Regions from separate parts of the Mus musculus genome. Here regions 2, 3, 4, 5, 6 and 7 are each linked to region 1. The links are chromatin contacts, called in public HiChIP or PLAC-seq and promoter capture Hi-C maps. All regions are on one chromosome and are shown on one strand. The core of a region is the stretch at or near the end of the contact, and the rest is flanking DNA. Distances in the headings are between cores, read along the strand shown. Region 1 holds the start of Cacna2d3 (calcium channel, voltage-dependent, alpha2/delta subunit 3). Region 2 overlaps Erc2 (ELKS/RAB6-interacting/CAST family member 2). Region 3 overlaps Erc2 (ELKS/RAB6-interacting/CAST family member 2). Region 4 overlaps Erc2 (ELKS/RAB6-interacting/CAST family member 2). Region 5 overlaps Erc2 (ELKS/RAB6-interacting/CAST family member 2). Region 6 overlaps Erc2 (ELKS/RAB6-interacting/CAST family member 2). Region 7 overlaps Erc2 (ELKS/RAB6-interacting/CAST family member 2).

What was found. Promoter capture Hi-C pulls out the DNA fragments that hold promoters and counts their contacts. HiChIP or PLAC-seq counts read pairs in DNA pulled down with a chosen protein or histone mark.
Region 2: an H3K4me3 HiChIP or PLAC-seq map of embryonic hindbrain shows a contact between it and region 1, with 16 times the contacts expected there. The contact joins the enhancer-like site here to the promoter of Cacna2d3 in region 1. A contact is called at or near these places in 8 of 39 promoter capture datasets (3T3-L1-derived adipocytes, the C10 cell line, cranial neural crest and 5 more) and 3 of 115 datasets of contacts at active chromatin or transcription factors (astrocytes, embryonic forebrain and embryonic hindbrain).
Region 3: a promoter capture Hi-C map of liver shows a contact between it and region 1, with 5 times the contacts expected there. The contact joins the enhancer-like site here to the promoter of Cacna2d3 in region 1. A contact is called at or near these places in 7 of 39 promoter capture datasets (the C10 cell line, cranial neural crest, hippocampal neurons and 3 more) and 2 of 115 datasets of contacts at active chromatin or transcription factors (embryonic forebrain and stem cell-derived neural progenitor cells).
Region 4: a contact with region 1 is called in a promoter capture Hi-C map of hippocampal neurons, with 8 times the contacts expected there. The contact joins the enhancer-like site here to the promoter of Cacna2d3 in region 1. A contact is called at or near these places in 6 of 39 promoter capture datasets (cranial neural crest, frontonasal cranial neural crest, hippocampal neurons and 3 more) and 3 of 115 datasets of contacts at active chromatin or transcription factors (embryonic forebrain, embryonic stem cells and neural tube).
Region 5: a contact with region 1 is called in a promoter capture Hi-C map of hippocampal neurons, with 6 times the contacts expected there. The contact joins the enhancer-like site here to the promoter of Cacna2d3 in region 1. A contact is called at or near these places in 6 of 39 promoter capture datasets (the C10 cell line, cranial neural crest, hippocampal neurons and 3 more) and 2 of 115 datasets of contacts at active chromatin or transcription factors (astrocytes and neural tube).
Region 6: a contact with region 1 is called in an H3K4me3 HiChIP or PLAC-seq map of forebrain, with 8 times the contacts expected there. The contact joins the enhancer-like site here to the promoter of Cacna2d3 in region 1. A contact is called at or near these places in 4 of 39 promoter capture datasets (frontonasal cranial neural crest, hippocampal neurons, pre-B cells and 1 more) and 4 of 115 datasets of contacts at active chromatin or transcription factors (embryonic forebrain, embryonic hindbrain, forebrain and 1 more).
Region 7: a contact with region 1 is called in an H3K4me3 HiChIP or PLAC-seq map of forebrain, with 7 times the contacts expected there. The contact joins the enhancer-like site here to the promoter of Cacna2d3 in region 1. A contact is called at or near these places in 5 of 39 promoter capture datasets (hippocampal neurons, liver, maxillary cranial neural crest and 2 more) and 2 of 115 datasets of contacts at active chromatin or transcription factors (embryonic forebrain and forebrain).

Annotation. Positions count from the first base shown.
Region 1 is chr14:29,720,050-29,723,320 of GRCm38.p6, reverse strand. It overlaps Cacna2d3 (calcium channel, voltage-dependent, alpha2/delta subunit 3), which reads left to right and starts at 1,457. Exons shown (of 38, transcript NM_009785.1): 1 at 1,457-1,675; 2 at 2,368-2,449. The coding sequence starts at 1,554.
Region 2 is chr14:27,787,512-27,790,782 of GRCm38.p6, reverse strand. The region is part of intron 4 of Erc2 (ELKS/RAB6-interacting/CAST family member 2); the gene reads right to left. Among named protein-coding and RNA genes, the nearest start is that of Gm45645, 52 kb to the left of the region's middle. Within about 2 kb of position 1,537, at least 25 of the 459 cell types and tissues checked have an H3K27ac peak or open chromatin away from gene starts, as enhancers often do.
Region 3 is chr14:27,937,014-27,940,284 of GRCm38.p6, reverse strand. All of the region lies in intron 7 of Erc2 (ELKS/RAB6-interacting/CAST family member 2), which reads right to left. Among named protein-coding and RNA genes, the nearest start is that of Gm34996, 62 kb to the right of the region's middle. Within about 2 kb of position 1,609, at least 9 of the 459 cell types and tissues checked have an H3K27ac peak or open chromatin away from gene starts, as enhancers often do.
Region 4 is chr14:27,974,095-27,977,365 of GRCm38.p6, reverse strand. The region is part of intron 8 of Erc2 (ELKS/RAB6-interacting/CAST family member 2); the gene reads right to left. Among named protein-coding and RNA genes, the nearest start is that of Gm34996, 99 kb to the right of the region's middle. Within about 2 kb of position 1,480, at least 12 of the 459 cell types and tissues checked have an H3K27ac peak or open chromatin away from gene starts, as enhancers often do. A contact at or near this core is called in hippocampal neurons, where this site is marked.
Region 5 is chr14:27,997,097-28,000,367 of GRCm38.p6, reverse strand. All of the region lies in intron 8 of Erc2 (ELKS/RAB6-interacting/CAST family member 2), which reads right to left. Among named protein-coding and RNA genes, the nearest start is that of Gm34996, 120 kb to the right of the region's middle. Within about 2 kb of position 1,792, at least 6 of the 459 cell types and tissues checked have an H3K27ac peak or open chromatin away from gene starts, as enhancers often do.
Region 6 is chr14:28,056,475-28,059,745 of GRCm38.p6, reverse strand. The region is part of intron 14 of Erc2 (ELKS/RAB6-interacting/CAST family member 2); the gene reads right to left. Among named protein-coding and RNA genes, the nearest start is that of Gm34996, 180 kb to the right of the region's middle. Within about 2 kb of position 1,790, at least 57 of the 459 cell types and tissues checked have an H3K27ac peak or open chromatin away from gene starts, as enhancers often do. A contact at or near this core is called in forebrain and stem cell-derived neural progenitor cells, where this site is marked.
Region 7 is chr14:28,164,085-28,167,355 of GRCm38.p6, reverse strand. All of the region lies in intron 16 of Erc2 (ELKS/RAB6-interacting/CAST family member 2), which reads right to left. Among named protein-coding and RNA genes, the nearest start is that of Gm52097, 220 kb to the left of the region's middle. Within about 2 kb of position 1,600, at least 51 of the 459 cell types and tissues checked have an H3K27ac peak or open chromatin away from gene starts, as enhancers often do. A contact at or near this core is called in forebrain and second pharyngeal arch cranial neural crest, where this site is marked.

The DNA.
Region 1 (3,271 bases), core at 208-2,707:
TGAGGGAGAGCCATGCTGGATCCTAGCCGGATACTACCCCTACCCTTACTCAGTTCTCTGCAATTGAGTGCAAAGAACTAGGTAGGGTGTGGGTGTGGGGGGGGGGGAGAACCCCTGTAAATCCCAGAGGCGGAAATACATGCACATAAGGAGAACCGAGGCGGCGGGGGCGCGTTCGGAGACTAGGCGAGGTCAGGAGCGCACGGCTGCCCCAGGTCGCCCGAGTTTGCTCCGCCAGGCGAGGATGACTCAGCCTCACTCGGGTCTTTACCGTCAGCCCGCGCGAGGGCTCCACAAAGTTCCTAGTCACACCCTAGAGCTTGAACGAGGATGGGGGACAAGGTTTTTCTAAGGGTGGGGCCGCGGCAAAAGAGACATCCTGGGGCTTTCCCTGTGGGTATTCAGAAGCCTCGCCCGCGCTCAGCTGCCTCTTCCCGGGCGGGGGCTGGTGTGCGGAACCTCCGTGCTCGGAGCAATCTGAACCCCCCTCCTCCCCCCGCAGAATTAAGGGTGTCTGCCGGTCAGGTTGGACTTTCCGCTGCGTTTGCTTCCTTTCCCGCCCGGGCATCCTGGTCCCTGGGTGCACCGTGTAGCAGTGCGGACCCCGGACCCCGAGCTTCAGTAGGCTTGAAAGCACCCCGGCCCGTGGTCCGGAACGCCAGCGGTAGCTGTGCGGCCGCCGGGTGCCCGCGCCGCGACTGCAGCGCCACCCTCCGCGCTTTCCTCCAGTCGCCGCGGCGGTGGAGCAGCGATGGGCGGCCACGCCGCGGTGCACTCCCTAGAACCCGACCCCCTTGTCCCATCCCCAGCCCGTTCTGCCGCTATACGAGCCGGTCCACTGCCGCTGCCGCCGCCCGCTGGCTTCTTCCAGACTTCTGCCTCTTCCCAAGGAACCGTGAGGGGAATCGGGAGGGGGTCGCACCACCTCTAGGCTCCGCAGCCCCCCACCACAACGCCCCTGACCAGTCCCCGGGGCTCCTGACCAGATCAACTACTGGCAAAGTGTGGAGCATCGGGGTCCTCGGCCTCGCTCCCGAGCCGCCCACCCCCATTCCGCTCCGGTCGCCAGGGCCTGGGGACCGCCCGGGGCCACCCGAGAGTCGCGCCCGTGGCGGCGGACTGCGGAGTTGTAAAGAACTCAGCGGCCGCAGTGGGCCGGACCGGGCGAGGCACGAGCCGTGGCGGCCAAGGACACTTGAGTTTGCGAGTCTCCGCCCGCGAGGCGCCTCCCGCCCTCCCGCCGCGGCTCGCCGGACTCCCCGGGGCCGCCGAGGCGGGGCTGGGCAGCTGCCGCGGCAAGAGGCGCGTCTCGCTCCCTCCTCCCGCGCCTGCCTACTCCCCAGTGCTCCCTCCCGCCTCCTCTCCGCCCTCCCCTCCCCTCCCCCCGTACCCCGCTGCTTCCCCCCCCCCCCTGCTCCCCAAGTGAGCCGGGCGCGCGAGAGGCAGGAGGGGCGGCGCGCGGCGGAGCAGGCAGCCCAGCGCGCTCGCCCACCGCCCGCCCGGCGCAGCTCTCCGCGGCCGCTCCAGTCGCCGCCGCCGCCGCCGCCGCCAGGATGGCCGGGCCGGGCTCGCTGTGCTGCGCGTCCCGGGGGGCCTCGGCGCTCCTAGCCACCGCGCTTCTCTACGCCGCTCTGGGGGACGTGGTGCGCTCCGAGCAGCAGATCCCGCTCTCCGTGTAAGTGCCTGGTGTTGGGACTCCCCGGGAGGGGCGGCTAGCGCCCGAGAGAGACCCGGGGCGCCCAAGTTTGGGCGCCTGCAGGTGCGGCTGGGCAGGACCCACGGCGGGTGCGGGCCTCGCCTCTTGCACCTGCCTCTCAGCATCAGCACCCAGTGGCGGGAGACTAGGGTGGAACCTTCTCGCCCTTTCCCTGGGGCTGGGGAGTAAGACCTGGAGAGGTTCACCTCAAGTGACAGCGCCAAGTTTAGAGCCTGTTTACAGACTGCAACTTCCACGGGCTGTTTAATGGTCCCCTTTTCTGCTACCTTGCCATCCTACTTTTCCGGGAAGTGGGGTGGGGGTGGGGATGGGTGGATTTCTTCAGAGTAGTATTTGCCAGGTGATGCTCATTTTAGGTGTTTAAGTAACCAGGCAATTGTTTCTATGAAAGCCCGTGGTCTTCTTAGAGAGCCAGGCTTTACACCTTCTGAACTCCGGTGACCCCGGACCCCATCCCGCGCTGCGCTCTACATCTTGGTGCGGGTAGTTTGTAAGAGAGAGTTTTTTTTTTTTTTTTTTTTTTTAATCTTTCTTTCCTTTTTCCTTTAATGTTCTATCGCCCTGCTCTTTCAGCCACAGCCCGGTGTGTGCGCGTGTGTGACGGTGACACTGGTATTACATTTCTTCCCTCTGCTCTTTTCTCCCCATAGAGTGAAGCTGTGGGCCTCCGCTTTTGGTGGGGAGATAAAATCCATCGCTGCCAAGTACTCGGGCTCCCAGCTTCTGCAAAAGGTAAGGTTTCTGTGGTGACAGACAGCGATGATTTTTCTAGCACAGAAAATGGAGGCAGATTTAGTTTTTCCAAACAAACGTGAGCCCAGAGCTGCATCAGTTATCAGAGTAGTCTCTGATCTCCCGTTCTTGGCATTGTACTGTGCAGTGACTTCTCCCTACCAACCGGTTATTTTTAGATGACACTTGATTCCAAACACAAAGAAAAGCAGGATACTCACTCGCACTGTCCTGGCTGGGGCTCGGAAACAGTGTGTTTGCATGGCTCTTCTCGCAGTTGTTGGTATTGCTGTCTCAGTGCGAGAGCAGATGCTTCCCTGGCCAAAAGATGCTAACTTCTTCCAAGGGGCAGAATCCGGCGGGCAGCGTCTGTTTTCGGAGCCTCCACCTTGCTCGGGAGTCATAGGGTTCAGTGTATTGGCGAGATACCAGCAGCTTTGTTTGTCATCCCTGCAGTCCTACAATCCCATTATTCCCCAATCATCTAGACCCAGGGCTGGGGTGCATTGCATCATTACAGATAAGGCGAATGGATGTGGTTATCTTTCCACTCAGCTGCACTGCCGGGTAATAAGCTCTGAGAGTGGTCCACAAACTTAGGAAATTGGTCTGCGTCCATATATTTCTGTAAAGTAATGAGAATGGAGAATTGATTATTAGGCTGGTATCAGGAGTTGCATCAGTTTTAATTCAAATAGGCAGCATAAAGCTTAAAATTACATCTTGAGATATATGGCCCTCTTTATCCCCTTTAAGATAAAGAATGAGCTGGTGGGTGGGTGGGTGAGGGTGGAGACCAGAGCGGGTGAAAAGAATTTCAAG
Region 2 (3,271 bases), core at 288-2,787, 1.9 Mb after region 1:
ACCCTCATGGGCACTGTACACACAGAAACAGACAGACATAGACACATACACACACACACACACACACACACACACTTTAATTTTTAAAACATAGTTACAGAGAGTGGACACAGAACTCTTTAGAGCAGCAATTCTGAATCTGAGCTGTGACCCCATTTGGCAAACTTCCTTCTCCAAAAATAGTAATGTTACAATTCATAACACTAGCAAAATTACAGTTATGAAGTAGCAATGAAAATAATTTTATGGTTGGAGGTCACCATAACATGAGAAACTCTACTAACGGGTCACGGCATTAGGAAGACTGAGAATTACTGATCTAGAGAAATATCTCTAAGGCTGCCCAAGAGATATTAAAAAGAAAATAGCAATAACGGACAAAAATGAACCCAAAGCAAACTGAACTTTGAGTGGTAGCTCATTTCCACACCCCAGAGCTATGTTAAATATTGAAGCATTCCCTTGACAAATGACCTCTAGACAGAGAATGGACACTTGCATACAGAAACACTTCCACAAACCTATGAGATTCTCTGCAAGAAAATAATCTGCTCTATTAGTAGCTGTTAAAATCATGCACTAGCAAGTTCATGTTGGAAGATCAGTTCCTTGCCAACCTCATTATATGGCCAGGCAGAGTTCAAAGATACATGCAGAAAACAGAAAAAATCTGTAGCCTAGAGAAAACTAGTGTGTTTCTCCAGGAAGGGGGTGGGGTGGGGGGACCCTGAATAAAACCATACATGGTTTTAGAGTGGGAGAAAAGAAAAATGTTTTCTAAAACCAGAGAACCTGGTCAAGTGGGTCAAAAAAATAAGTTTCTATGCATCCAAAAATCTGAACCATACATGAGTTCAGATTTTAATGTAACATGATTACATACTTGCTGTTATTTCAATGCATACCTTTAGTTAAGCTGTACTGGGGCTCTGCCCAAGGCAAGACTTTTTAATAGCAATAATAAAAATACTTAATAGTATTTAGAGCAAAGCATGTGTGGTCATAATGTCGGAGAAAGGAAAGGTAATTCTGAACGTCTGCTGCACATTTCCACGTGATAAAACCACTACACTAAAGACAGACTCTGAAGCTTGGTGGTACTGGGGGTGGGGCAGTCCATGTAGAGAAACATCACTTAAAAAGCAGGAAGGGAGACCCAAGATCAATTTGAGTAAAGCAAAGACAACAACTTTTAATATAAAATAAAACTGCCAATTAATGGTGAGAGTCTGGTGACCAGAAATTGAGGTTTGTGTGCCTTCTTGGACCCGTGACTACCTCCTGAGAGTCAAATGACCTTCATTTTCACTAAATCCAAACTTTTCCACTTGCTATTTCCGAATAGGATGTCACCTCCACCCCCTCCCTTAGATTTCTTTTCCAGGACACAGTCCTGTATTTCCTGAGAGGAGGGAAGGACAGATGTAGGAGTGGGGATTGGAGGCAGCATCTCAATCCAGTGCCTCCTCTCTTCCTCCTGCTCCCAGCCTGCCCACTCTTCTCCCCTTTCCTCCCTTCTGTTACTTTCCATGCTCAAAGCCCCAACCCCCTCCCCTCCGCTCAGCACATCTGTTTCCTACTTCAGTCTCCTGCTCTTACAGTATGGTGTTTGTGGTTTGCCCTTCCTTGAAGTTTCCAGAATACTGGGCTGGCAAGCTATGTACTTTCCACTGGCCTAGGCCAGCCATGGGGAGGATATATCAGTTCACAACTGATCTTGTCTTCCAGGGTACTTCGAAATGTCTAAAGCCACAATTTGTCAACAGTGTCTTCTTCATAATTTGAAGGTAAGGATGTGGGTGTTATTTAATCTAGTAGGTAAAATGCTGCCACCACGCCCTTCTCTATCCCCACCCCATCCCTAACCCCAGCTTGCTGCTAAACACAGCCCCTCTACAAAAGACTTTCCTGCCCCAAATGTCATGATACTGAACCACTCTGGGCTATAGGAAGGAAACAACTTTCCAGCAACAGCCTTATCAGTGTTAAGGGGCTTCCCTTAACACTGACAAGGCTTAAGTGGGGACCCTACCCAGACATCTGGCTGCCCCAGGGGCATAGGCCAGCTGGGGAGTTGGAGGTTCTCTCTCTGAACAGACCTGATGAGCATTTCCAATGGAAAACTTATAGAAACTTATAACAACTGCCCTGACTGAACAAAGACGCTCCTTTTCAAGTGAGGCCCTTCAAGCAGCTATAGGTCTTTAAAGCACTCATCACATAGGCCTGATGTATCAATAAACACAGATCCTTATACTAAATAAACAAAATCTTAATAGAAAAAAACAAAGAAAGGAAAAAGTCTGATTTTAAAAAAATTTATTAATAAATAAGGTTCATTAGTTACTTTTCTGCAGCTATGGAAAACTATTTGGCCATACAGAAGAAAGGTTTTATTTAGGCTTCCAGTTCCAAAGGGAGACAAACCCATCCCCATCATAATGGGGAAGCGTAGCAGTAAGCAGGCTTGGCAATGGGACTAGCAAGCTGAGAACTTGCATCTTAACCCCGAGGATGGAGGAAACAGAGTGGATTAAGAGTAGCACATGGCTCTGAAGCCTCAAAGTCTGTCCCCAGTGGCATACTTCGTCCAGTAAGGCCATGCTTCCTAAATCACATATCCAAACATCTGAACCTGTGGGGCTCTTATTCAAATCACCATGGCAGGGTTAAGTGATACAGGTTACGAGTGCAAGGCAGAGAACAAATTTTCATCCACAATATTCACCATGTGGGTCCTGAGGATCAAACTCGGGTAGTCAGGCTTGGTGGCAAATGTCTCTGCCTCTGAGCCATCATCAGCCCAAATGCGTATGTTTATTAGGCCAAGAAGTCCTAATTGGCTCAGAATTTTTATGATAGATCTCTCATGTGCATTGTAAAGTTAGGGAATACTCCCATGTGGCTCCTTTTAATCCACCTAGGTTGCTTTCCAATACCCACAACCCTTTAAATGAGTTTCAGCCTTCTGTGATAACTGCCAATGTCTAATGTACTAAGAACCTAGGAACCAAGACTACAAGTCTAATAATTTTAAAAAGAAGAAAAATAAAACAGGCAGAACATATGTCTTCGAACTAGAAAAACATTTCAAAGGCTAAAGATATAAAATGTAGCTAATTGCAGACAGGCCTTTTAACCAAATGTCTGATTTATTTATCTGAATCAGAAGTCAACATACTTCTCTTAAGGGGTCAGGTTGTAAATATTTTAGGCTTTGTAAGCTAAGAGGCAATATAAAGAATATTACACATATGGATATTATAATCAT
Region 3 (3,271 bases), core at 360-2,859, 1.8 Mb after region 1:
ATATGTAGAGTGTGACAATCAAAATGAACTTAGTTTTTTTTCTGGGCGGGGTGGGTTTTTTTTTAAATTTTTTATTAGGTATTTACTTCATTTACATTTCAAATGCTATCCCAAAAGTCCCCCATATCCAACCCCACTCCCCTACCCACCCACTCCCACTTCTTGGCCCTGGCGTTCCCCTGTACTGAGGCATATAAAGTTTGCAAGACCAAGGGGCCTCTCTTCCCAATGATGGTCGACTAGGCCATCTTCTGATACATATGCTGCCATACCCGGGGATCCATCCCATAATCAGCCTCCAAATGCTGACACCATTGCATACACCAGCAAGATTTTGCTGAAAGGACCCTGATATAGCTGTCTCTTGTGAGGCTATGCTGGAGCCTGGCAAACACAGAAGTAGATGCTCACAGTCAGCTACTGGATGGAACTTAGTTTTTAAAACAGCAATTTAGAAGTCTATAGAACACGCCATACAAGTAGCCCTGGAATCCCGTAGTCCAGACAGATGTTCAGGACCCTCTACTACATCAGAGGAAGCCGTCCAAAATTCCCGAAGAGAAACACAGCCAGGTTGAGCATGCCATGTAATGAGGTTAAGGAAAAAAAAAAAAAAGGCAAGTAGCTGGGTGTGGTAGTGGACAATGGAGAAAGCAGGAGAAGCAGGGGTTCGGCTAATCAATTAAATTAAATTTCAGCGAGGGGGTCTAAAACTACACGGACACAGTTCCAATAGCATTAAGCTAACTTCAAAAACAAAACCTCTAAATTTTAGGTAAATTACTGAAATAATTATGTCAAAAGTAATGTATATACAACTGAACTGATATTTTTTTGGAAGAGAACTTGAAAACATTTTTCTAAATTCTGTCATAAGGTTAAAGCTATGATTGACTTAAATAGTAATAGTATAATTGTAATATATATTTTCATAGTAGGAGAATTATTTTTGGAAATGGTTTATAGCAAGAGTAAAATGGGTATTTTTTTAATTTTCAAGAATACAGTTATACATCACATACTTGGAGATTTTATTATATTGCGCTAAAAGCAATACAGACATCCATCACAGACTTATCTACATGATAAACTAATGGAGAGAAGCCTTGAAATGTTTTAATCCCACATCTCTGGAGCCCAAGACACAAGCTTTCAAAGGGTTTCCACTTATCCCTCTGGTGACTCCTGCCTGTTTTACTAGTACTTCTAAACACTTCCCTGCACGCCACGTCCTCTCTAACTCAAAGATTATAGCTCTGGTGTTCCTATTCCAGACCTGGGAGCTCCCTTAGCTGAGTAAAGGTGGGCACATTCTATTCTTACACTCGTGCCTTGTAGAGTACCTGACCAGGACACCTGGGGTTGTTTTTAGGCATGCGCTGTAGCTGGTGACCTGTACAGCTCTCTCTGTGAACTCATGTCCCGCACTGAGTGCTAGGACCAGCAAGGGATTCTATGCAGGAAGCTAGAAGAACCACTTGGGCAAAACAAAAAGACAAGCAGCCAGTGAAACATCTGACTTTTTTTTCCTCCCTCTCAGCTCTGAGAAACCACCTCCTTCTGACTTGCTTAAGACAACATCTGCCATGTGAGAGGACGTGATAAACGGTGGCAGCACCTGGACCACTGTGCAGAGCTGGCCACTCTCACAGCATCAGCATAGTGACCCTTAACTCATCAGCACACCACTGAAGCCAGGGAGGAAACCAAGAAGCCAGGCAAAGGATGAGTTGAACTTCATTCATGGGATTTCAGGACAAAGTGGGCTTCACCTGACGTTATAACAGTTTCCATTGAACCATGTCAACAGCTCCTCAAGGAAGACCAAATGGTGTATTATGTGAAAAATCCCAAGGACTGTTTCTTAATGTTTAGCAGCAATTGCATGGCTTGGTCACTGCAACAAATATTGCTGAACTGTTTAACGTATAAGAGACATTTAAAAGCAAAAAAAAGTCCAAATTCTAAATATGTAATTCATAAAACAGCATATTTTCTTTAATTCATTTTCTCCAAGTTTACAATATCTGTACTAATTCTCTGTAACTAGATATGTTCTGGATACATTCTTAGAGAATCTGTGCAGAATAAAAATTTGAAACATCTTAAAACTAACTAAAAACATCTTTCTAGCACGCTGCAAGGCAAATGCTTTTTAGATGTTTTGCATTTTTATGCTAAACAGCACAGCTGTGATTGATAAAAAGCAATCAAGCTAATTTAAGTCAATCAACTCCAGGAGGTTCTCATCGCTTGGATAAAAATGCTCTCCCACTCCTTAGAAAATAAATAAAGATTTAACAGAGTGGCTGGATTTTCTTGACTCTGCTTTCTTGCCATTCCAAAGGCAGCATATAACCAAGAAATCATGTTAAACAATTTCTGTCACTACTTTAAAGGAGAATTCAAACTTTTTAAAGTCATGTTTAATTAAATAGTCCTGGGCAATAGTATATTCTCAGAGAGTAACAAACACTGAGAAAAATAACACACATCCACACACATACAAACACAAGTATTCACACACACACACAGAGGCACATATACATGCACACAGTTCTTGTGAAAGGTTCAAAATCGCTGATAGACTATCAGTTACATTTCAGTCTCTAAGGAGACTGTCATGCTAAGCAATATAGTTGATATTATTAAGATGATTCTGGACTTTTAAGATAACCATCTACATAATGTAAGTTCAAGAGCAAGCTGGGAAGGCATGCCTTTAGCCAGTTTCATACATTATGAGAAAACCAGGAGGGCTGTTAACATAGTCCTTTCCCACCGTAATGATGGGAAGGAAGATGAAATAGTCTCAGTTTTCCATTCCCACCAGCAGGTTGCCGCTCTGCACACTGGACACCTGCAAACATGACCTAATGAACTGGAGCAATATCCTCAGAGGCTGTCAGCAAAGATACTAGCTACTCTGGTGGGAGAGCGCCCCCAAATCATTTAATCTTTCAGATACCTTTACCTCCAAAAGGTAAACTGAAAGCCCTCACCCCTTGTCCTCCAGATCCTGGAACGACAGTGGGAACTCTGATGCTCATGTCTCTGTCTGACAGATGAGTATGTTAATGTCTGTTTTGAGAAGTTAAACACTGCGAGGGAGCAGAGCCCATGCTGGGTTACACACATCAGATGCTTAGATGCTTACAGCCTCCTTAGATCACAGGGTCTGTCTCTTAATTTCTTAAACATGGGAAGGAGTACATTAAGGAAAAGACCATGATAAACAAATGACCAAGACTGGAAATTTCAGTCTGGAGAG
Region 4 (3,271 bases), core at 231-2,730, 1.7 Mb after region 1:
CATACAGTACAAAAGAATAGTGCTACCCACGGTTGACTGGACTCTCTTACTTAAGTCAACAATTAAAACAATGCTCCATCTTTCAGCCATAGAACTCGTGGTGGCGCATGCCTTTAATCCCAGCACTCGGGAGGCAGAGGCAGGCGGATTTCTGAGTTCGAGGCCAGCCTGGTCTACAAAGTGAGTTCTAGAACAGCCAGAGCTATACAGAGAAACCCTGTCTGAAAAAACAAAACAAGACAAAACAAAACAAGAACTCATCTAGAAACTCACCAAAATGCACAACACAAAGGGAAGGGAGGAGGCACCACCATGTTTCCTCCATGCTTTTTAGGAAAACTGGTGGTGATACTTTGGTCCCATACATGTGAGTCCACAACAAGGGTGATAGTGTAGCTATCAAGGGAATGGGGAATGTTCATAAAGGATTGCCCATAATGAATGCCACAGCAAAACAGGAAGAGTCCACCACAAAACAGGAAGCATACACAGCATCACCCATCATGCAATGAGCCTCACTGTAAACAAGTTAGGGGCAGGATTCTTGCCAAAGAATTCAGTGTGTGAACTGAGCACATTAAGCACTCTATGTGTGCTTCTTGAAGTAGGTAAAGGAGAATGATCAGAAGAAAAGGGAAACCAGAGAGAAGGACACCTGGGTTCAGGTAAAGTGCCAGCCTGCTCCATCCAGAGAACCACTTTGTGAGGTTTACCAAAGGAGCCTGAGCTGCTGGATCCCTTTCCCTGTGGAGTCCTAGCTTAATGTACAAAAAGAAATAAAGGACCTAGACTGTAAAGAGGATTAAAATAAAAGGCAATCCTCCATAGACATGGCCACAGCCCACTCTAATGCAGAGCCTCAACTGAGACTCCATTGTCAGCTATAACTATATTGGGTCAAGTTGCCAGCATCATTGCCAATACTCAAAGGCACACATATACATCAACATCATAATTATCATTGTAAGCCTTGAAAGTCCTACAGAGGATGCATGGGAAAATGCTACACATATTGGCTGAGGTATTCAGAGCCCAGAGGTATTCTGTTAACCTGTGTAAAATGCATTTAAGGAAACATTATCTATAGGCAGGGGGAATAGATAGTCAAGATGACTAGGTAGGCCACATATAAAGGGAATGACTCCTGTGAACAGCTTTCTCTGTGTAAGTATTATTGCAGGTATGATCTGCCTAACATACACTAATGAGCATCCCTGGATTGGATGCTACAGGTACAGATGCATCTCACCATCTCCCAGCTGTGGCAAACAAAAATTCAAATGCTCACTGCAAAGCAGGAATGGGAGTTGAGATTATACTGCCTTAAACCCAAGACCACTAGTGTGGTTCCAGATCCAACCCCTGGTTTGCCAGCTGGATTCCTGCCTTGAGATGCAGAACAAGCTTGCATATACTAGGCCCTACTTTAGGTGCACATCTCACTGCAGTGAACAGAGCCAAGGCTGGAGGTGGTAGGTGTGGGAAGAGCAACAGTCATCTCCTCCTCTGAGCATTATTATTCATGGATGGTTCCCTCCTGCAGCCTACACAGAACGTACCATACCCAGAACAGTGAGTGGGTTTAACATTTCACTGGGGCAAATGACTCTTCTCATAGATGACACTATTCTAAAGACAGAAGTAGATCTCAGAGAAATTTCTCCTTTCCCAAGTTCTTATTCATCAAGAGCCCAGTATATTTTGATAGAAGGCAGGTTAACATGTGGTAAGAATTTTGCAAAGAGATGAAGTTATCTTCTTTATGAGTTCAAAATCTCTCCCAGACTGCAGTAGCAGCAAAAAAAATTTCTAAAGGATATGACATATAAATGAATTCAAAACTCAAGGGTGGAGGTTGGAGCTTTTTAGAGGAAGGGTCTTGGGTACATCCTGTCAAAGAGGCACATGTGAACATAATTCAAGGCAGTCCTAAAAGTCTGAATCCCTCCTGAGTTGGCAATGTGACAGAGAAGGGTGTGAGGGCATCCATCAATGGAGGTGACACTTGACTGCTCATTTACCTCTAGTTATGAGCCCTGACGAGGTGTGCCTCCTCCTTTTGGCCTCCTAGTTTGACACAGTTCTTAATTATAAATAATCTTGTTTCTAAAACTAATTATTGTGGTTTGAGATATTTTTCTTATAGATTTTTATGGCTTAAAGTAGTCACAAGTAGTTCTGCTATATACACTACCAAAGAGTATGCTTTCGATAGCATGTCACATGCAGTTGCCTAAAGGGTTGTTAGGCATTAATACCTAATGTTAATTAATTAATTAGTTAATTAATTAATACCTACCACAATATCAGCTTCCTGAGATCAAGAGGATCTCTCTCTCTCTCTCTCTCTCTCTCTCTCTCTCTCTCACACACACACACACACACACACACACACACACACACACACACGAACCTTCAGAACTGTAGAAGTTACTGGTCCACACACAGGGAGTGTGGTGGTTGAGTAGGAATGGCCTCCACAGACTCCTGTGTTTGAATGCTTGGCCCACAGTGAGTGGCACTATTAGGAAGTATGATCTTGTTAAAGAAGTGGGTGACTGGGAATGGGCATTGAGGTCTCAGAAGCTTAAGTCTGGCTGGTGTCTCTCAGTCTTCCTTCTGCTACCTGTAGATCAAGATGTAGAACTCTCAGCTACTTCTCTGGCACCATGTCTGCCTGCATGACACCATGTTTCCTGCCATAATGGTAATGAACAAAACCTCTGAAACTAAACACCAACCTCAAGTAAATGCTTTCTGTCATAAGAGTTGCTGTGGCCATGGTATCTCTTCACAGCAATAAAAACCCTAAGACAGAGAAAATTCAGTAAAAGAGTGCATCTTTACCCCTAAGTTTATTGTCTGTCAGAACTTCAACCACTGTAATCCCAAACACGGAGAATAGAGGTGCTGAAGTTAGCAGATCCATACACACCATGCACAGGAGCCAACTCCACTTGCCCTTCCTTCCATTCTCCCAGTCAGAAGGCAATCTACATATCCACTGCTTGTTCTTCCCTCACTATATAAAGCACCCCTGGTATATGCATTTACAGTGCTCATATAACTGAGACCTAAAATGAAAATGGATATTGAAAATTTACAGCAAATTCTTGGGTAGCAAGTTTATGTTCTAAGCATCCATGAGCTTCATGGCAATCGAAAACTGCTGTGGTTTAAATATCGCTACCATGTCCTAAAATCATGGGTACTATAGACGCTCCAAATGTACACTGTCATCAAGGTTTTATAGCATTTCCTACAAAAACCC
Region 5 (3,271 bases), core at 543-3,042, 1.7 Mb after region 1:
AGTTAGGTGTGTGATTTAATCTAGCAGATTTTCTCAAGCATTAGAATCTAAGTATTTGTACTGCAAATGAAGACGACAATAATGACAACCTATTTCTCCCTGAACGATTACCTTCTTCAAAACACTCAAGAAACAATATTCTGCCTAGCCTCTAGCAATTGAACATTGTACATTTTTTTTTAAGGTCTAAGGATCCAAAAGCATTATTCCATAAATTTTAGTCAATATGCATCTCAGCTCCTACATACACATACATCACACATGTGAGGAGCCAGGCCAGGCCAATACATGAGAGGGGAAATGGGTCTCTCTACCTCCACGTCCTCTCTAAAAGCAGCTCAGACCTTGGGAGTGTTTGCACTGATTATGTGCACATTCTGAGATGCTCGGGGTCTGAGCATCTCCCTTAAAGGATCCTTCCATGGGAAGTCACTGGTTACTTATAATTACTCTATATACAGCCTACCTCTGCTTGGAACACATTGGAAATAAAAAGATTGAAGACGTAACAGATTCCCACTTGAGAGAGAGAGAGAGGGAGAGAGAGAGAGAGAGAGAGAGAGAGAGAGAGAGCGCACAGATCTGGTAAATTCTAGAGGCTTCAGTGTAAATGGAAAAGAAACTCGAAGGTAGCACATTCACAAAGGAACTCACACAATATGTACTCACTGAGAAGTGGATATTAGCCCAAAACCTAGGATACCCAAGATATAAGATACAATTTGCTAAACACATGAAACTCAAGAAGAATGAAGACTGAAGTGTGGACACTATGCCCCTCCTTAGAATTGGGAACAAAACACCCATGGAAGGAGTTACAGAGACAAAGTTTGGAGCTGAGACGAAAGGATGGACCATCTAGAGACTACCATATCCAGGGATCCACCCCATAATCAGCTTCCAAACGCTGACACCATTGCATACACTAGCAAGATTTTGTTGAAAGGACCCAGATGTAGCTGTCTCTTGTGAGACTATGTCGAGGCCTAGCAAACACAGAAGTGGATGCTCACAGTCAGCTATTGGATGGATCACAGGGCTCCCAATGGAGGAGCTAGAGAAAGTAGCCAAGGAGCTAAAGGGATCTGCAACCCTATAGGTGGAACAACATTATGAACTAACCAGTACCCCGGAACTCTTGACTCTAGCTGCATATGTATCAAAAGATGGCCTAGTCGGCCATCACTGGAAAAAGAGGCCCATTGGACACGCAAACTGTATATGCCCCAGTACAGGGGAACGCCAGGGCCAAAAAAATGGGAATGGGTGGGTAGGGAAGTGGGGGGGGGTATGGGGGACTTTTGGGATAGCATTGGAAATGTAATTGAGGAAAATATGTAATAGAAAATATTTTTTAAAAAAAGAAAAAAAAGAAAAAGAAAAAGAAACTCGGTTTCATATCTCTGCATCTTAAATTCCCATTACAAGGACCTGAGGTCTAAACTGGGTCCAGGCAAACGAGCTGAAACGGTTAAGAACTGCTTTTACTTTCTTCCTTTCAAGCTTGATGTCCCTCACTCTTTCCAGCAGTCACCAGCTGTATTTGAGAGGTCTGATTACAGCACAGGCCGAATTTACAAAGTCCAATAATGATGCAGGCTCTGCATTCATTTGGCTAATGGAAAGGAGTCTGTCTTCTGTGAAGTGTCAAGACTCCAATCTCATCTGCTAGACTGACAACTGAAGAAAACACAAACCTAGCTTCTTTTCTCAATTAAACACAGGCTCCTTACACTTCCCTGGGAGACCAGTCCTGTTGTGCAATTGGATATTTAAAGAAGCAGTCTGCTTTTGTTTATACACTTTTGTTTCCTATTAAGATCCAGAATGTGTTTTGCTCTTTTATTGTCCAAGGCAGCTTCCCCACGTACAGTTTCTGAATCCCAGGGATAGATGGTAGAGGATGGAAATCAGCAGCTTGATTCGCTAACAGACGCTCAAGTCCCCTAATACCACTGGATGCTGTCTTAATCAGAGGCCACACCGAAGGAAAATGAGTCAAATCCATACGGATCCAAAGGTGTCCCATGGCAAGTTGTTACATCATATTCTGCAAAAGCACGAAATGGGGGCCATTGGTGCTGCTAAAGCACGGAAGTCTCTTTCCAGAGAATAGATCAGGGTTTCTAGACATTTGCTTAATGTGTACCATGAGTGAGCTGTGATGCCAAAGGGCAGCATTCAAAACACACAGCATACTGAAATAAGCCTTTAGAATAAAATTGAGGAGGAAAAGGCCAGTGACACCCTGGAAAGAGAGCCAAGCTCTTCCAGGTCATACTTCCGAATCTGCTTTGTGTGTGTGTGTGTGTGTGTGTGTGTGTGTGTGTGTGTGTGTGTATGTGTGCGCGTGTGTGTGTGTGTGTATGCGTGTGCGCGCGCACACACACTCGTGTGTAAGAAAAAAAAGTTAGCTGTAACTTTCTAAAACTATAGAATCCTGCTCTGGTGTCTAACTTTCCACAAGTCTCTCCCACTAGGCTTCTTCTTTTACTTGGTTCAGTAATTGCTGGCAAGAGGGGCCACTTGCACCCTCACCAAAAGGGGCAAGTGGCTAATTATTTCTGTCCAAACCCATCTGCAGGCAAAATCAGTTGCAGATGTAGAACTGTACCCACCAAAAGAGAAGTTGCTTCCATAGCATAGGCCTGAGATATAGCGGAATACCAAGAAAACCAAGCTACAGACCTCCAACTGGGGGCAGGGGTGGGGTGGGGAGGTGTAGCTCTGTTTGGCCCTATAAATGTACTTTCATGGTAATTTTCTTTGAAAAAAAATAAAGAACAGCAAGCAAAAATGGAGATGGGAAGAAGGAAGAAAGAAAGGAAAAACAGAAGAGGGGGAAAGGGCAGAAAGAAAGAATGAGTTTAAGGAGATTCAGATAAACAGGTTAAAACTGCTCTCCACATTTATCTTAATCTAAATGCTGAGCCTTAAGCTCCCTCTCTGAAATCCCCACTCTGCCCCAGTCTCCTTTTTACAGGGAGGACAGGGGAAGGGAAGAGGAGCTGTGGGCAAGGAGCACTTAGTGCACTCTGAAAGGGCTTCCCCATGTTGAGTACTCTGGTTGCTGACTTAATCCTGCTAAGGAGCCTCTCATTTGGTGATGTGATCTGTTCCGCAGACAAGAGTTGCCAATGCCAGGTGGAAAAGGGAAACTTGAATCCACATCTGTTGGAGACTAAACATGGTGCGGTTTTGTGCCAGTAAACTCATTAAGTGCCAAGTGTTATGGAAAAACCAATCAGGCCAGCGGAATACTGGGATTTGG
Region 6 (3,271 bases), core at 541-3,040, 1.7 Mb after region 1:
TAGAGTGTGACGAGCCTGATATGCCAGGTAGGGTAGTTGTACACAGTCTACTCAATAGAAGAGGAGGTCCACGGGAACCTCCATGCACTGAGCACTCTCATTGAATTTATAAGGACTAGAGAGAGACTCTAGCCCAGTGGTTCTCACCCTTCCTAATGCTGTGACCCTTTAATGCAGTTCCTCATGTGGTGGTGACCCCAACCATAAAACTATTTTGTTACTACTTCACAACTAAAATTCTGCTGCCCTTATGAATTGTAATATAAATATCTGTATTCTCTGATAGTCTTGGGTGACTCCCAAAGAGGTCATGACTCACAGGTGAGAACTACTACTTAAGAGGTTCCTCTCCATGATGGTAGACAGGACTGGTGGGTCAGGGCAGCTCACCACACAACAGCTAGAAAGCAGTGATAGGTATACCTGTGGTGATGTTGATCTTAGAGACTCTGATCAGTTCATGGGATGGTACCACTCACATTTGGGACGGGCCATCCTCCCTTGTGTTTCCCTCTCTGGAAACATGATCACAGATACTCCAGGTCATGTTTCAATAGCCTCTTAGGTGCATGGTGTTGCAACCAAGCTGACATTCAGGACAAACTACCATGAAGGCACACAGAAACAATCTAGCACGTCTGGATGCTCGTGCCTCTTCCTCTTCTACAGCCTAGGTTCAAATTCAGAGCGACCTTGAATAGATTATCAATAACCTTAGTAAACCTCAGTTGATTCATTTATCCACGCTAATCAAGCCTTCCTATGGTGTTGTTATGGTGATGAAAAAAACTAAAAACTTCACATAGAGCACTTAGAACTATCTTTTTATAAAATTACATCTGAAAATGGGGTCTAATTATGTTTGAAGATTAGGTCGTGACGAAGCCTCCCGAGCTTTTACACACTGCAAAACTTGGTATACTGGCTCCTGAAACCAGCCTACAAAACAGCATCACCTAACATTAAAGAAACTGACCAAAGTCAAGTTACTGCTAGGCCCAAACCATCTTCAAAGCCTGCAGGAGAGCCAAGGGTCTGTGGGAGACGAGAAGGCAGAGCAGCAGACCGACCAACAGCAGGGACCTCCCACTCTCCCCAGCAGCCCAGATGGGAGAAGCCAACACAGACCCTTTCCATCAGGCAACAGACAAAGTCATTAAAGCTTCAAAGTTTAAAGTTTAAAAGTTTAAAAACAAAACAAAACAAAAGGCCCGAGCTCTGTAGGAAAAAAAGAGCATACATTGTGATGGCATGATACTACCCTCTGACCTAAAACAAAGACAGCGCGAGGGCCTGCCCTGGGAGTGGGCCCTTCACTCTGTACTGCCAGCCCTCCCACTTGTCTCGGGCAAGATCAAGGCAGATGCAGCTTCCCCCCTCCCCTCCCGCCCCTGAGCTACCGAGGGGCGGGGCTAGCTTCCCCACAAAGTTGTTTTGTTTTTACTTTGTTTTGTTTCCCCAAAGGACAATCATCATACATCACACCAGAGGCCTTCGATTCTTTTTCATCGTTTTTATGCTGCAGGGATTCTCTGATCACACTGTGTGGGGCCATGTAGAACTGTCCCAAAAATGATTCCTGGAAGAAGCAGAAAAACCCCTCCTAGAAATACATCTTCTCACTTGGCTGCTGCCCCAGAATCCCCGCCGGGAACCATCTTAAGCAAGCAGGAGGATGGATGGCCCAAGGTCTTCCCCCATCTCTGCCTTTCATGAATCTTGAAGTAGCTCCAAGGCTGATGACTGCCTTATACAAAGACGCTGCCTCCACGGAGGCCACTCGCCAGGTCCATTCACACTCACTTCAGAAAGAGGAATTTCACATTCCTGCTCCAGAGAGGGTGAGGATCAGACCCGCAGTCCTGAAGAAGGCTGCTCTAAGTGCCAACACAAACAGCTTCTCCTCGGCTCCCATTGTGAGCCGCTTTCATCAACGCTCAGCATCCTTTGTGTTACAGAAACAGATTTCCACCCCAAAAGAAGCACATTAGAGTAGTCCCTAAGGTTCCCAGGGTGCTCGGGGCCAAACCAATTCATACAAAAACAAAAAAGTCTTGCTGTGGAGTAGGATATAGCAGTTAGGTACAGCCTCCAGGATCAAAAAAGGCTGTGTGCGATGCTGCTCGATGCTGCTCCTTACTTGGTAGCTGTGTAAGAGTGAGACCATTACGTCTAATCCCCAGCCTCAGTTTCCTCCTTGCAAAACCAAGATGAAGACCATCATCTCTCACCTTGCTGTCGCTCTGAGGGAAGCATAAAGTATGTCTTGTAGAACGCAGAGCTCTGTGCCGGGCATAAACTAAGTACTGAGTGAAGTTGTCCCTAATTTCTGTGGCTAACAACTGTAGACTGCTGAAGAGCTGCGTGTGTCAGCTCCCCTTTATCAGCACACATGAGTACTACAGGCTGGTTTCTGTCTCCCACACCACAGTTCTTATTGAGACATGACTTGTTCTTCCAGAAACACAGAAAGTATGAAACAAAATTCTGCAGTCTTTGCTGGTTTTTTTGTTTGTTTGCTTGTCTTTTAAAAAGGAGTAAATATGTCAGGGCTGGAGAGGTGGTTCAGCAGTCAAGAAGCACTGGCTGCTCTTCCAGAGGTCCCAGGGTTCAATTCCCAGCACCCACATGGCAACTGTTCCATAGGATCTGATACCTTCTTCTGGCTTTCAGGGACACCTGGCCCACACATAAGTACACAGACATACACAAAAGTAAAACTCTCATGCATATAAATAAAAACACATAAATCCTTTCTTCAAAAGTATGTCCTCATCACTATGGCTCCTTTGTTGTCATTCCCTCCTATGCATGCTGGGTTTCTCCATCCCTCATCCTTCCATCTTTAGTTTCCTCCCCCCACTCTCCATCTTGGGGAAGACACAGAGCTTACAGCCATCAGTAGACTCCTGTTGCTTCCTATACTCAAAATGCTCATAATATCTCCACTGAGTATGCAAGGAATCCACTGTCTGGGCTGATCCTTTTTGGCCATTTTTTCTGCCTGCTATAGGATGCCAGTGGCAGACCCACCTTTTCTTCTGAGCATGCCTTAAATATTCCCACCTCCTTGCTTTCGCTCAGACTACTTACCTACTACCCCATCCCGTAAAATCACTCACATATTTCCATCCAGAGTAAATACCATCACATTCTTTGAAACTTTCTGGAGCACCCACCTCTCTGAATGCTCGAACTCTCAAAGATACTGCCACCCTTTGTCACATATAAGGCCTGGTTTTAGTCTGTCTTTACAATCTGCCTACTAGGT
Region 7 (3,271 bases), core at 351-2,850, 1.6 Mb after region 1:
ATGCACAGGAGGAGCAGCCTCTTTTCCCTGATACTCACCTGCATGCATGCATGCACACATACATGTACACACATACACACATGATTACACAAACACACATACACATATACACAGGAGAACTAAAATACTCCTAACAGGGAACATGCACTACTTAAAGACAAAGAAATCTAAAGATAGCAAAAGTCTTATTAGTGGAATTAAGGAGAATTGGTTCCTATTCAGCACCATGTCCTCAGTTTTATCTTCTTGTGTCGTTTCTGCTCTGAGCTACCGCATGGTTTATAGAGTACATGTCTTTGGTCCATGTAAGAAGGAATTTAGATTTACTGTGCTGGCAGGAGAAATGAATTTATAAACTCTACATACTTAAGTGTGCTTAAAACACTCGTGATAATAAGCTGCAGCTAGGCAAATGTGTGATCTAAATGACTCTGAGCAAAAATATTTGTCTCTGCTGCCGATCACACAAGTGCAAGACTGCTCATGGTGGAACAGAGATGGAGCTGTGGCCCTGCCAAGAAGCCTTCAAGATCAGGCAGAAGGTGCACACCACTCACAAACTGAGAAGGAACTGAAACGCACTCTGTGATACTGCCACATCCAAAATGCAATTCTTGGACGAGTGGCTTTTGCCCCAGCATGTGGCTGAGGGGACACACAGGGAGAGGCCATCCTGAGCACCACATTGCATTAAGGCCAACTTGGATCCTGTTTTCCTGGCATGTAGGACCAGAACTCAGACTAAGATTCTTACAGGGGTCCCTGGTGTCAGCAAGTCTTCAGAGAGTGAAACTCCCTACTCTCTTTGCCCAGTCCCTATGCCTGCCTGGTTCTAGCACTGCCTCTTTGATCTTGTACAGATCAGGCCTGCCAGGGTATCATGAAAACTGTGCTATGTTGTACCCATCCCTGAGACTCAGAGTGTTGTCCCAACTCACTCATCATTTTCAGCCTCTAGCTTTCAAACTTCTTCTCTAAATGGCTAGTCTAATTCCAAGAGGAAAGACTTGGCATCCCTTGTGATGATGACTCCTGGGTATAGTCTGTCCTGCAGAGGCCTTGAGACGTCTAGAGCAGTATCCCATGCTCACCTCTAAGGGCTCCCAACCCATAAAATCAGTCCTTGTAAGATTTCTCTCCTCCTTCCTCCCTCTAGCCCAGACCTTTCTAATACCCTGGGGTAACTCCAGGCTACATTACAACACTTCATTCTTCTAGGGCTTCAAACACTGAAGTCTGGAAGGCTTGCCTGCTCAGGCTCTCTCCACCACTGTCCATGCCACTGTCAGAGGGACAGAATGACCAGAATCTCTAGGCTTCCTTTTTCACCCACCTGGCAGAGCTATACCTAATGAATACCAAATGGGCCTCTCTGATGCCTCTGCTGGGCAAGAGCGGCCATTGCCCCATTACACCTCACTGGTTTTCTTGGTGTTGTGGTAACGTGTCACCTTGCTTGGCTGGGTGGTATCACGAGGTGACCACATCCATGTGCATGCTTCCCTCCCCCCTTCAGGACCCCCCACCCCTACCCATATCCAGCCCCTGTCCTCTGGAGGAGGATAGGCAAGTGAGCACAAACTGTTTGGCGTCCTAAGCCAGAGCTAACTGAAGCCTGCTGCAGGCCCTGTTCATCTGCTTTAACCTCTCCCTGTGCTGAAGAAGACAAAGCACAGACAGAAGAAACGCCACCAGAGCCATAGATGATGGCTCTGTGCTTCTAAAACCCAGTGCTGCGTGGGCCTGGGGTAGAAATGCCCTTCATCCTAACCTAAAAGAAGTAAGTAAGTAAATAAATAAATAAACAAACAATAACAAAAATCATATCTCAAATCACAGAGCAGAATTCTTTCCCCAAACTTCCTCCCATTCCTCTTCATTTCACAGATATTTAAAGCATGTATTATGTTGCTATGGACAATTAGCCTTTTATCCAATTTGACTTGAGAGTTTAACTCTCCCACCCGAAGGTTTTAATTATGCCCTCAGCCCAGTACTTAGGCCCTGGTTCCTGCAGCTGGAAATCTGCCCCAGTGATGTTGTAACCTTGTTAATGTAACAAAAGAGGAGTTTACTTAAAACTGGACTCACTATGGACTTAAGCCAAATTTACTTGAAAGAGGAAAGAGTCTGTCAAAAATCCTACAGTAAACACGGCAAAGCAGCTCTTTCAGAGCCTCCCCTTAATTCCCAGCGACAAGCAATTTACATGTAAGTGAATTCATATGCTCCACCAAGAGGCTGGGCTCCACAGCGCAGGCGCAGTGCACTCACCCCTACACCCACCTCCCATTTTTCTTTTCTTTCCTCCCTTTCAAATACTTTTCCCCCGTTTTAGATATACACAGTAAGCTGTTCTCCTGAGCAAAACAGCATGAACCCACAACGTTTTAATCGCTCAAAGCATAATTAGGACCCTCTAAACATTTACTGAGCAAGTCGCTCTGAATAAAGGCAACCAGAATCTCTGAAAGCTGCTCACAGACCTGAAATGTTGTCCTGTCAAAGACATACTTTGCATTCTGTCTAAGCTGCCTGTCAAGTTCAAAGGCCTCTCCAGCTATCGAGGCATAAGTGGGAGGCGCTGGTGAAATACCCAAGCCCACGTTTGTCATGGTTGCCAAGATCCGGCAGGTTTCTTACCTTCTCTCCTAATTAGATTACCTTTCTAGTCCACAGACTAACAGAAAGCGCACAGTACACTAAACGTGCTGTGACAACAGGGACAGGATTGAGGGAGACCTTTCTGGGAAAGTGTGAAAGAAAATGATCCTCCTAACACCTCTGGGCACATGGGGAAGAGGCAATGCTGTGGGTGATGTCCTGCTGCAAGGGGGCGGGAATCCCTGGCATCTTAGACACAACCCAAAAGACATTAACTCCCCCTACCCCAAGTAGGAAGCCAGGCAGGGGCTCTCTTTAACATTCATTATTTTTAACTGTGCTCCTTGACAAAATCCACCCAGAGCAAACACTGGCCTGCGCTCAACTTTCTTTCATGCTCTCTGAAAGCTTAATTGGTTCTAACGAGATCAAAAGTTGTTTTCCCCCTTTGGCATGTATCTGTATTGTTTCTGAGCTATTTGGAAGTTGCTGGACACCAAAGGCAGATCCATCATTCTTGGGGCAACTCCATTCCTAGGGGTGATTCCAGGCCACATCTCCTGCACCATGCATCTCATGCATGTCAGAGAAGCAAGTTGCTCTGAATAAAGGCCCCCAAAACAGCACAAAGTTCCTTCTTACCACCTGAAGAGCAGCAAACAGACCA